Linked DNA regions of Gossypium hirsutum: region 1 is linked to region 2. The links are chromatin contacts, called in public Hi-C maps. All regions are on one chromosome and are shown on one strand. The core of a region is the stretch at or near the end of the contact, and the rest is flanking DNA. Distances in the headings are between cores, read along the strand shown.

Region 1 (6,764 bases), core at 3,334-5,833, 160 kb before region 2:
GTTGTTTCTGATCTTTGAGGCCCCGCATCTGTTGCATGTGATGATAAGAGATATTATGTTTCGTTTATTGACATGTGTACTCATTTTACTTGGGTTTATCTTTTAGGTCAAAAAGCTCAAGCAATAGAATGTTTTACTCAGTTTCAAAAATTAATTAAGACATAGTTTGGCAAGTCTATTAAGAAATTTTAGAGCAATTGGGGAGGAGAATACTGTAGCTTTACGTCTGTCTTAGAGTCTCAGAGAATCATACATCGACTGACTTGTCCGTATACTTCCGAACAAAATAGAGTAGCTGAGCGTAAACATCGTCACATTGTTGATGTGGGTATTACATTATTGGCTCATGCAAATTTACCTATGGAATACTGGGGGTATGCATTTTGTTGTGCGGTTCATCTTATAAATCGACTTCCTACTATTGTTCTTCAGGGTAGTTATCCGCTTAAGGCACTTTATGGAAATGATCTGACCTATGATCATCTTCGAGTTTTTGGCTGCTGTTGTTATCCTTACTTACGTCTGTTTGTAGGTCATAAGTTGGATTTTTGATCTCAGCCGTCTACATTTTTGGGTTAGAGTCCTCGTTACAATGGGTATCAATATCTGTTACCAGATGGTAAGGTTATAATTTCGAGGCATGTGGTATTTGATGAGTAGAGATTTTTGTTTGCTGAGACTAGTTCAGACAAGTCTGTATCGACGACCAGTCAGATTAGTTTGATGGTTGTTCCTCTTGTGTGGCCCTATTCTTCCACGACTTTTGAGCCTTGCATGATGACACCATCTCTACAAGGGTAGCAGTCTCAGTCTAATAACCCTGTTTTAGATGTTGAGTTGGTGCAAACTCAGTTTCATAATTCTTCGGCTGATGTTGGGTTTGGGTCCAATAATCTTCCAGCAGTACATGAATCGGGTTCATCAAGTGATACCAATGGTCATTCGGATTCATCAAGTGATACCAATGCTTATTCTCAATCTACCTTAAGAATGTCTGCAGGTGTTTCGTCGGCATCTTATAGTCAGGTTAGCAGGCCACTTGTGGGTAATACTCATTCAATGGTCACTCGGGCCAAGACGGGAGTTTTGAAGCCTAATGTGTTAACTGTTGAAGCTATCGAACCGTCTACAATTGAAGAAGCCATGACTTCTGCTGAGTGGAGTGCTGCTGCACAAGATGAGTATGATGCTCTTGTTCGTAATTCCACATGGGAGTTAGTTTCTGCTCCATCAAATCGTAAGGTCATTGGGTGCAAATGGTTGCTCAAAATCAAGAGACATTCTGATGGTACTATTGCTTGACATAAGGCTCGCTTGGTCGCAAAAGGCTGCTCGCAGGTTCCGGGGTGTGATTTTAAGGAAACTTTTAGTCCAGTGGTAAAACCGGCTACTATCAGAGTTATTTTGTCTATTGTTATGTCTAGGGGTGGGTCATTTCGACAAGTGGATGTGAATAATGCTTTTTTAAATGGAGATATTGATACTGAGGTTTTCATGCATCAACCTCCTAGTGTTTTTCAGCATGATTCACATGGCAGGCCTCTGGTGTGTCGTCTGAAGAAAGCGATATATGGTTTTTGTCAGGCTCCTCATGCCTGATTTGAGAAGCTTAAAGGATTTCTAATGTCTGTGGGATTTGTGATGTCGAAGTCTGATGCTTCTTTGTTTGTTAGGGTCAAGTCAGATTCAACGCTATACGTTCTTGTGTACGTTGATGATATTATTGTTACTGGTGATGTGCCTAGTGTTATAGACTGGTTTGTTCAGTTGTTGAACAACGAGTTCTCACTTAAGGATATGGGCGAACTTCATTACTTTCTTGGGATAGAAGTTACTCGTTCTTCTTCAGGGTGTCTTCATCTCTATCAGAAGAAGTATATACGAGAAATTCTTATTCGGTGCTCGATGGAAAATACGAAAAGTGTTCATACACTGATGATAAGTTCTTATGTCATGACTAGAGATGAGGGTGAACGTTTAAAGGACCCGACTGAATACAGGAGCCTAGCCGGAGCACTACAGTATGTTACTCTTACGAGGCCTGATATTGCATATGCTGTAAATCGGATATGTCAATTTATGCATTGTCCCACTTCTGTCCATATGACTGCCTTAAAGCGCATTTTGCGGTATCTAGGTGGCACGCTTGAACTTGGGGTTGTGTTTCGTCCGTATGCTAGTTTGTCCTTAGTTGGGTATGCTGATGCAAACTGGGGGTTAGATTTTGATGACCGAAGATCCACTACTACGTACTGTGTTTATTTCAGACATACTCCTGTGTCTTGGTGTTCTAAGAAACAGAAAGTCGTTGCTCGGTCTACTATTGAGGCAGAATACAGGAGCCTTGCCGCAGTCACTAGTGAGGTTACGTGGCTATTATCATTACTTCAAGAATTACATGTTCAATGTCCCGATATACCCAATATTTGGTGTGACATTTCTGGTGCAGTTGCGGTTGCTGCTAATTCTATTCTACAGTCAAAGTTTAAGCACGTCGAGTTAGATTTATTTTTCGTTCGTGAAAAGGTTGCTAATGGTTCAGTAGCAGTTGGGGAAGTTCCCGCGTGTGATCAAGTCGCTGATGTTCTCACAAAGCCACTTTCGTTGTCGAATTTTGCTCATTTTCGGAGTTGCCTACGGGTTGTGACTAGGGAGAAGATGGATGAATATTAGAGTATAGAAAGTTGTTAAGTTAGTTTTGAATCTGGTAAAAATGCAGTTACATTGTTTAGAGCTGTGACTCTAGCCTTATATATACTGTGCCTTATGTATTGGAAGCTTAGGCATTTTTGAATAAAAAGAAAGAATTCATTCTCTGTTTGGTTAGATCATTTTCTCTCTTTTATCAAGTTCTTTCAATTAACTTGAAATTATTTCATTTGATTCGATTTGATCAAATACTCATCCCTACCAGGTATTGAAAATTGACTAAAACTTAAGTAGGATGTTTTATATTTCAGTGAATGAATTAAATCTATATTGACTACTTTCCATATTGGAACCTATAATTCCATTTAACCACTATTAAATACTCCTATTTAATTTACAAATATTTACAAACATCCGATGGAAAATCACAAAATATAAATTCCTGATTCGCTTTGAGCTTCCCCTTGTATAAATAAATTGTAAGGAATAATTATGATTGAAGTGACCCATTGCCTTTTGAGTTTGCGATTTGGAATTGTTGACCTTTTCAATTGGCAATACTGTTAATTTGTCTTTCTTTAGCCTCCCCATTGGTAGTGCAAGTAGACTTTGTTGTTGCCCTGAAAATTTTCCCAAATTAGTGCAAGTTTAATCATCACAAACACCACAAAAGATCAGTTGCTTGGTATCCTGAATCTGCAGATTATAAAATTCAAATATGCCTTCTTTTCAGCCATATAAAGTTGGATGGCTTACAATTTTGTCACTATCTAAAGATTTGTAAACTTTTTCTCCCTTTTCACAAAATTTGTCTCTTAACATTTCTAGTTTTTTCTTTAAAGAACCCTACATACGTCTACCGCCAGCGAATTTTGTGCTAAAATAATATTTAAATTATCAAATCGAGTTATTTGAATATTTTAATACTCAGTCTTGAATAATTTGTGAATTTAATTATTTTAATATAATTTTTTATTATTTCTAGTTAGTATTGAAAAAAAAATTCAATTATAATGAGATGGCATAAATTTTACATGGGATTTACTACCAAAATAAGCTCGATTGAGCAAACTTAAAAAATTTAAGGTTTGTCTCACGTTGAGTTGAAATTGAGCTCTAACTTTTTAATATTTGAATTTCGTTTTAAAATTATTTATCTAAAGCTATTTATGTCATTAACTTAGTGATAAATTTACGTTATTTGACATGAAATCTAAGATTTGATACATGTATTTCTAAATCCATATTATACTTACTGAAAGAACCATTATGATTTAGTATAAATTTACAATATTAAAGTAAAAATAATTAGTGAAAAATGAGGTGAGAGGCAGGAAACATCCATGAGATTAAGACTTTTGTACACAAATATAAGAGTGGGATAAGGATAAATAAGAAAAATGGGTGCCCCACCTATTCCTAATCTACACCGACAGAAGGAAGTCATAATGTGTTTTGTTTTATTTTATCACTAGAATTGTGATCCCACCACCCGTTCTTTTCCGTGGGTTTCCACTTTGGTTGTTTCCTGTTGCTCTTTATCTGAAATTTCAATCTCCTATTTCTTCATTAATTTCATGTTTGTTCTTCTTCATTGTATTTGCATTTCATTTTCTGAGATTTTTAAAAGCAAGGATTGAAAATTTTGATCAATCTTATTCACTGAACATTGCTGTATCCTTGGGGGGTTCGCTAATTAATATTTTTTAGAAAAGAAAGTTGGGGTTGTTTAGTGAGGTTAATTTTAAATATTAAAATCAATTAGTGGAAGAGGAAATCAAGCTACCGGCTGGTGAATTCTGTAGTAATCATTGACTGTTTTCTGTTTATTATTATTTTTTTAAAACAAAATAATTGCTTGGGAATATTCTTGTGTAGTCATCATTAAAAGTCACCCTTCTTTTTACTGTCATCAATTTGTGACATTTAATCAAATCAATCATGTCCTCATCCTATACCAATAGTGAAACTGCTGAAATGATGAAGGGATAGATGTATATTAAGTTTTTAACTAAATTCTAAAAATCATTTACTTTTATAATATAACGAGTGTATATTTTTCATATTTAAATAAAATATTTTAATTTTTTAAATTTAAACTTAATCATTTATAAAATAAAATTTTTATTAATATATTATTAATTTATTTTTTATCCACATCACAAGTGTATCATGATTTAGTGTACATAAATAATATGATAAAATACGAGTGAAATCTTTAAACTTCATATCTCATTTGAAAATAAATATTAAAAAAATAAGACATGTAAATAATGTATTTCTTTTTGAATAATCTCATTATAAGTTTTGATCATATCTGTTTTTTTATACAATACCTAAAACTATATATAATTCTTTTCCAACCTATAAATAGGAGGATATAATGCGCTTCAGCACACTTGAACCCATATCCTCCTATATTGATAACAATACTCATGCTAATTAAACTAAAACTCAATCGACAACATACGAATAACATTTCAACTCAGTTTAAAAGGTAAATGTAAATGTATAGTTTTATATCATTTGAAGATATAATCATATTGATATTAAATAATTTAGTAACAACAAATTAAATAAAAATCTATGGTTGATGTTTGGAAGAATAATAAATAAAATGTTGCAGATTGAATCTTGTATATCTGCAAATCCTGGGGGTCCTGCCCATCTCAAAATTCAACCACAATCTCAAAAAGTACGTAACTCCAATGATTGATCAAGAAGCACCCAACTAGATACCCTTAAAATTTTTGTGTTCCCTTTGGTTGGAGGTACATGCAATAATCTCAGTTTTTATTGATGTGGGTCAAATAATACCAAAAATAATTAAATTACATTTAACGCTTAGTAGACTTTACAACTATCAAACACACGACATCAATAATATAATTAAACTATATTAACTTATCCATATTATAATAATTAAATCATTTTAAACATATTCAACATTCACTTTAATTTTATTTTATGTAATTATAAAGTAATATTAATAAAAATAATAACTAACTCTAATATTAATTAACTGATAATTAATGTGCTTAAAATTTCATTTAAATAATAATTCTATTTTACACAAATAAAAATAGCACCATTTTTATTTATGTCAAATTTTTTTAACTAATAATCATAAATTATAATTACCACAACCTTTTTTTTCCTACCTTTAATGCTTAGAATTTTATTATAGTAAAAACTCTATTTTAAAATTAGCACAACTTTTTTTAATTAATAATTTTAATTTTAATTTTAATTATTTTAATTATATAATTATCACAAAATCTATTAAATTTTAATCATTTTTAAATGTATAATTATGACAACTTTTATTATATTTTATTTTTAACTAATAATTTTAAATAAAATATTATAATTATTTTAAATATGAATTTAATAATATAATAACAAATAAATAATATTTTCATTTATTTTAAAAAAATTTAAACTCTTATTTTTATATATATTATAATTTATTCTTTCTTATCTCTCTTACACGAAAGGACAAGCAGTTGGCCACCAAAATTTAGGTCATACGGATAAAAATGTAATATCTGTCATAATTTTGAAATTTGAATACCAAATAATAATATGGTCAAAAAATAAATTATATATATAACACGGTATTAAAATATGATTAAAAAATATTAATAAATGGTTAAAATGAGTGATGGTGAATTTTTTCTTTAACCATTTGAATAAAGTTTGAATTCTAAATTTATCATTGTTGAATTTATCTCAACATTATCTCAGATCAAATAAAATAGACTTAAATTATAAAATAAATAAAGACATTTGCATATATATATATAATTTTCGATGTGTCCAACTTTATATAAATATTATTGATAAATGAAATACACCAACCGCATGATCCTTGGAATGTTACAGAACGATAGATTTTCATGTACAGAATTAGGTGCATGGTGTCAAGCTTTTGAATTGTCGTGTCATTTGTTAGATCACAATAATATTTATTTTTTCAGAAATATGTAAAGTATTATTTGGCATTTTTAAAGGAAAGAAAGAAAAGAAAGTATTATTTGGCCCTTTTTTCTTAAAAGAGAGCAAAGCTGTTGGAACCATTGAATCATGGTATTAGGTCTTTCCTTTTATTTATT
Region 2 (7,145 bases), core at 2,531-5,030:
GCGAAAAATTCTCTAAGTACCCGATTTAGTCCCGACTTATTTCTAATGCATGTTTTGGACCTTGAGGGTTCATATAAGGGACTTTATGTTTGATTTCTAACATGAATACTGTATAAAATGAAATATATGTTTACTTGATCTGTATATTTCAGTAATGCTTCGTAACCTTGTTCTGGCGATGGATATGGGTTAGGGGAGTTATATTTATTGGTATCAGAGCTATGATTTAGTCGGTTCTCAAGCTAAACGTAGCATATATAAAGTCTAGAAATACATACTATTATATAACCTGTAATAGTGTGATATCTCCCGACTCTGATGAGAATTGTTTTATTAATAGACAGAGATGCTTTCCAACCAAGCTAATTCTGATAATGTTGAAAGCGATACTCAAGTATCTGATTAAAAAGGTTGCTTATGATGAGTAAAGACTCATAAAGGTATGAATAAATATGTTTGTAATGAACATGTTGATGATAAATGTCATGTTATACGTGTGTATATGAAAGCCAAATTTTGAGGCTTTACAACCTCCACCCCCTCACCAGTACAGTCTCATACAATGAAATTCACAATATTTATATTGATTAAGTTCACAAGTGTGAAACCGAAGAGTTCAGTGGTTACATGATTAATAATATGGTCAGAACTGAGAATTGGTTAGCAAGTAAAGATGGTTTTAGAAGAGATATCAAATTATTCTCAAGATTATTCGGGATATACAATGTTGTTATTAAGGAAGAAGTTATTCACGAGTAATCGCTTTATTTAGGTATGGTATGGTATTTAAAGAACGGGTTAACCGGAATTTCTTCTGAATTGATTTATTTAGTGATTGGAATAATATGGGATCATTGATGACTGTAGTAGTCAGTGGGATAATGTTGAAATTACAAAGATATCTGAAAACAACTGTTATAGTTGAGTATTTTATAGCGATTTCCTCTCGGTATTCTATATGTTCTGTTATTCTCAGAGACATATGTAATTGTTTATGTTCAGATACGATAATTATCATATAGAAAGGCTGACTAATTATAACAATAGACGAAATTATTGTAAGTCTGGTTGATTCATGAGTGGTATTGCTCTATTTTTTTTGGTTTTCTAATCAATTATGTTTGAGAAAAGACTTGATGATAAGATTCATATGATACTATTTTCTACTTCTACTGGTTAAAGCTCTGAATTGCAAATATGCAATTTATATTGTCTCTATCATAGTTGTTTCTAGTGCATATGTGCAATATTACTCTTCTGCATTTTCTCTGAGATATCATCGATCTCTTTATCATTTAATGTGGTTTTTATTCTCAAAAATTCAATATAGCCTCACATTTTGGATTTCATTATCTCGGTTTTCTTATCATTCTTATGGTCTAATCTTATCTATTAAACACGGTTTATCTGTAAAAGATATTCATTGGATGGAGGTAATTACATTTATTACTGTTATAAATCCTGACTCGATCATGGGGGCTCGGTGATATGGATCTCTGATTATAGAAATTGTATTATGGCACTGGTTGTTATTGGGACTACTTTCGATTTTCCTCTTCTATTTGGAGAGTACTATTGATGTTAAGGTAGTGTTCCATCTATATTGTTGAAACGCCAGTCCTATTATGGCACTATGGTTTTTAATCTATAAATATAGTAGTGAAAACACGCCCTATAAGATGCGTTCTCCTTTCTCTCTCCAAAAGCAGCGTAGATTAGTAAATTTTTAGAGTTTTAGCCTAGTTTGTCAATTATTTTTTTCAGCATATTTATAAAATTTAGCCTGTATTTTGTCACCTAAAATTTATGGAACAATTTGTATATACTTTTTTAAAAAACAAATTATTGAATTTGAAAAACAATATATCTTGGCTTTTCAATATTGTTTTAAGGGTGAAAAACTTTGTAAAATATATATTTATAAAAAAGATATATTAAAATTTAGGTTTTAATTGAAATGTTTAAATTTAAAATTTATGTTTTTAGAGTAAAATTTTATTATAGTGTTGTTATTTTTTAAAATATGAAAAAGACCCAAATATATTTTATTTAATAGTTGTTACTTTATAAAAGTAAAGTATTTAATAATTTTTAATTAGTTAGTACTTGATTGACTCGTAATACAACTCAATTAAAAATTTAATATAAATATAGATATTAATAATAAAATGTTCAATATTAAGAAAGAAATTGTAATAGAATATAAGGCAAAACAACTAAATAAAATACTTAATACCTATTTTAGCTCTTATATTATAAGCTATTTTACCCATTTAACCCAAAAAAATTTAATATTTACAAAAATGATTCTGGTTCAAAAATATTCACCCAAATTACCTAAAATGAATAGTAAAATTAGGTTATGAGAACTAGGTGGTCGATACCACTATTTTTCTATTAAAAAATAATTTTTAGGGTTTTAGACACCAAATAGTCGGCACCCAAGTATTTTTTTTCAAAAAAAAATTTTGAGTGCTGGCACACTGATGGCCGACACCCTTTATCTAATTAAAAAAATTTATTTTTTGGGGTGTGTGGTGCCGGCCAACAAATGGCCAAAGTCACCCAACAAAAGGGATAGGCATATGGTAACATTAACCCCTCTTTGTTTTCCCATCTTTTTTATTTCTCAAGTTTAATTACATATTTTATATTTTGAAATAATATTGAACTACTTTTCATGTTTTTTAATTATTATTGCATCACTCACATTATTATTAAATTTAAAAATTAATTTAAATTTAATATGCACAATTAAATTAGAATTTTTTTGATAAAATTAGAACTTACTTTAATAATTTTCACCTTTTATAATAATTGAAATAAATATTACTAAATTATTGTTTCTTTTATTTTAAAAAATAACAAGTAATATATTTATAAATTTAGAAACATTTAAATGGTATAAAATAACGTGTATAAATATATTACTCGTTATTTGGTAGCTAAGTTGAAAGAGCTGAAAAAATCTCCATAAGAAATCAACATTTTGGTGCCCACCGTTAAGAAACATTACATAAGCCAACAGAATGTAATCATTTTTTTTCAATTTGTAAAATCCTTAAATTTCTAAAAAAATATCATAAAAGTAAAAAAGAAAAGGAATTTCTAGGCTTAATTCATAAATTTTAAAAAAAAGTCAAAAAAATTCCTAATTTTTAGATTTTTTAAAACTTTTTTTTGTGATATGATGTTTTCTTTTTTGAAAAAAAGGAAAAAATATCAAAGAGCTTCACAGAATAAAGATTAAATTCTTGAGGTAGATAGTAGAAGCGCTAAAATAGGCATTAAGGCATAGAGCGAAAGGCAAGATTAAAATAATAAAAGAAGAAGATGGTGGATACGTGGGGAGTTGAAAGGGATAAGATACAGGATACCTCGGTTTTCACAAATTATTTTCCATTGATTGCAAATACAAAACCTTGTATTCTTCTCAAGATTCACGTGTCACATGGGACGCCATCCAACTTTGAATCTAAGATATTGATTGACTAACTAACAAATAAATACTGTTTTTTTTAAAAAACAATGGATTTTATCTCTACCGGTTGCCGGTAAATTAACATCTCTTCATCTTTTCTTTCTTTCTTTCTACGTAATTTTCATATTACAGAAAATCAACTCTCATTATTTCTTTTTTCTATTGACTTTTTTCTGGACCTCCAATTTTCGAGGTGAAAAAAGAATTGAATTTTTTTTTACCTAGGGTTTGGTTGCAGCTGAAGCACGTGAGTACTGCGGTTATTAAATAATTAACTGACTGTCAGCTGTCAAATCAATAGTCTCTCAATGTTTTATCATCGGCTACGTACCATCCATGCCTGCGATGTCCAACGACTGGACCTCTGCCATAGTATCCTAAGTCCTATTTCTTAATTTAAATTCCTATATATTTAAGTTTTTAATTGAATTCCTATTACAAATCAATTTAATTAGAAAATTAGAAAATTAATTTTTAAAATTAAAATGAATTATATTATTTAAAGTTGCTTTAATTTTATTTTATGTAACGAGATTTCAAACTATACCAATTGAATTGGTAATAATTTAAATTTATTACTCAATCAAAATTTTAATTTGACGTGTTTTATATGTTTTTTTTACTATGCACAATTTATTATTTCTTAGTGAGTTAGTGTTACGAGTCGATCGAGAACTAACTCGGTTAGAAAAATTACAAAAATATCCTCTCGTATTTAAATGAAGTTATATTATTCAAGTGTGTTTTAATCTTTTTTATTTAAAAAATATGCTTATGGTGATATTTGAATCCACGCCAACATACAAAACCTTAAATTTACCACCCAACCTAAGCTTTATTCTAAATTTTTTATACATTTTAATTTTAATTTTTTATTAAGATAATGTCACAAATGAACTTGATATCAACTTAAGATTGATAACAACATCATGAAAACACTGTGATAAATAATTATTTTCATTTAATATTCTTAATATGATATATTCATGAGTTTAAAATTTGCTTTACTTGCAATTTAATCTAATTTTTATTTTAATATCGTACATATTTCATGTGTTATTGTCAATTAACTTCAAACCATACTATTAATTATTTATTGTATGTTACTTTTAAACACAAATTTGTGCTCTAAATACGTGGTTCTCACATACGTTTTCAGGTGATAAAGTTTCTAGTTAGATAAAATGTAAGTCATACAATTATATTTAAATTTTCATTTTTATCATCTAATTATAAAAATTCATAAAATGATTATCCAATTAATCGAATATCCTTTTTGGTCTAATTTCGTTAACTATGATTAAATTTATGATAAGAAGATAATGTGACAGTTTTACAATCGACATAATAATAAATTTAATTTTCAGTATTTACAAAATTTTCTAACTTAATCATAATTAAATAAATTAACCCTTAATATTTATAAATTAATTCAATTTAATTCTAATTCTACAAAAACTAAACAAATCAAGCAAACAAATTCTCTCACATCTATTTGGGATGGAATCCAAAAAATTAGAAACACCTAATGGGAGAACATTCATTTAATTTCATTAAAACCTCCTCTAGCTTTTTTCCCTTGTTTTTAACACTTCAATTCTTTCTTTTCTTTATTGTTATTAGAGGTGATCATGAGTTAGGCTACCCAGCCCGGTCCGACAGTCCGCCCGAAAAATAAAAGGGTTCGGATAAAAATATAGGCCTGAAATATGGGTTTGGGCAAAAAAAGAGGCCCATTTAGAAAACAGGCCGGGCCTCAGGTAAGACTTTTTTGGCCCGGGCCGGGCCATAAACAACATTTAGATCGAACGTAGGCCTTTCATAGGTTCTTATGATGTTAAACAAGCTATAAAACATGATTTCTCTGATTATTTGTTAGCATAAAACTAATATAAGCATGATTGATATGTGCACATTTGACATGTATGTGTAATTAGGTATATATATAAATATACACATATGATATGCATAAGCTATGTGAGTATATATGTTATGCATTATTTGAACATCTGTAAATCTGTATGTTTATTAGGGAGGGATATATGTTTTGGAGGAAGTGTGGTAACTGGTGGGACTGCCACATCTATTTCTGTACATGGCAATAATTCACTTATGGACTTGGTAGCTAAGCTGCAAATATAATCTGAAAAGTGTGATACTGACACTAAGTGGTGTGTAGGGTTGGATGGGTATTTAATACCTTATATGGTGTGTAGGGATGGTTGGAGATAATGTGCAGTGGATGATATATGTCTACGATATGTGTCATATATCTACTTTGATATGAGATATGTCTGAAATTAAAACTGAGATTCTGTTTTGTTTTAAGTTACACTTTGAGTTTCGAAAACTCATTTCCTGTTTGTCTGTTACTTTCAGGTAATCCTCAAACTTAAGCGGATCAGTGCAACGGAGCTCGGTTAAGTTAATTTGGTTTCATACTGTTTTAATTAAATTTGTGGTTATCGTGTTATGTTATTTCTGGACTATTTTGGACATTTCGGGACATCTTTGGTTTGGACTTTATGTTTTTCCGCTTTTAAACTATTTCATAGATTTTAACCTGTTTTGAAACTATTTGTAAAATGTCGATTTTTCATCATCAAAACATGTTTTTCAAAACCGAATCTAACTAAGGTTTGTGTTGCAAATTCAAACAATTATAATAATCGTAAAAGTAATGTTTTCATTAAATTGGTTAAATATACGTTTTCTCTAATAAACTGTATTTTGTTTATATAAAAAGAACTAATGACCTTTTCTTATATAAACCAACGAATACTGAATTTTCAATCAATTTACGTAACATCTCCAGATCTAGCCATAACGCCTAGGCTGGGTTTGGAGTGTTACAATAAGTTTAAATTTTCAAATGACTTTGGAAATATCATCTTAAAATAAACTTTAAATGTTTTAAAGGAGTTGTGTGGTAATAGGGGGCAATTGTATTAGTACAACCGGCGTTGTGCCAATTCCTAGTGGGTCTTGTTTTCAAACAAGCCTAATAGTGAGCTCTCAAGTTTTCCCCTACAACTTCTACTGATACAAAGGAAGACATGTTTTGCCACAAGTCACCTACTCATGAAACCATGCTACTTATATTTATTGGAAAAATCGATTTAGAAAATAATATTTTTAGGCACAACATAAATTTTAAAATTTTTCTTTAAAATCGAACCATTATGATATCCATAACAACAAACTTTTAATCAAAGTTTATACCTATGCTTTGTACGAGGCGATTGATTCGATCCTACCTTTCTACCAAATGACCTTCTCTACTATTTCTGAACCAAAAGCTGCTTTGAGTGTGGACTCAATGAATCATGAACTAATCACATAAAATGAAAACTTTATTAACTTTTAGTAGGAAAGGTAATTCTTCTTTTTTAATTTATAACTATGTGTTTTTCCCACAAAATATAATTTAATCTGTAAAATAAATTTTAAATATTTTCTAACAGAATAACAATGTAAATAAGGTGTGTAAATAGTTCAACACATATATTCTATTTATAAAAAATCAATATAAGATTTTTGTTTGAATTTGGTCTAATTAAATAATAATATTTAATAGAAAACACAACTTCTACTCCAAATAGAAGTAGTAGGGTGGTAGCCTGCCTTTTGGGAAACTAAGGTTTGTCACCCCTTGTATTCCAGA

The links. Hi-C and Micro-C count contacts between places; a contact is called where the count stands out from the background.
Region 1: a contact with region 2 is called in a Hi-C map of hypocotyl, with 4 times the contacts expected there. The contact joins two enhancer-like sites. A contact is called at or near these places in 2 of 34 Hi-C or Micro-C datasets (anther and hypocotyl).

What each region holds. Positions count from the first base shown.
Region 1 is chrD11:30,509,495-30,516,258 of Gossypium_hirsutum_v2.1, reverse strand. No RefSeq gene overlaps it. Among protein-coding and RNA genes, the nearest start is that of LOC121223069, 4.7 kb to the left of the region's middle. Within about 2 kb of position 4,583, at least 4 of the 9 cell types and tissues checked have an H3K27ac peak or open chromatin away from gene starts, as enhancers often do.
Region 2 is chrD11:30,350,061-30,357,205 of Gossypium_hirsutum_v2.1, reverse strand. No RefSeq gene overlaps it. Among protein-coding and RNA genes, the nearest start is that of LOC107911134, 48 kb to the left of the region's middle. Within about 2 kb of position 3,780, at least 4 of the 9 cell types and tissues checked have an H3K27ac peak or open chromatin away from gene starts, as enhancers often do.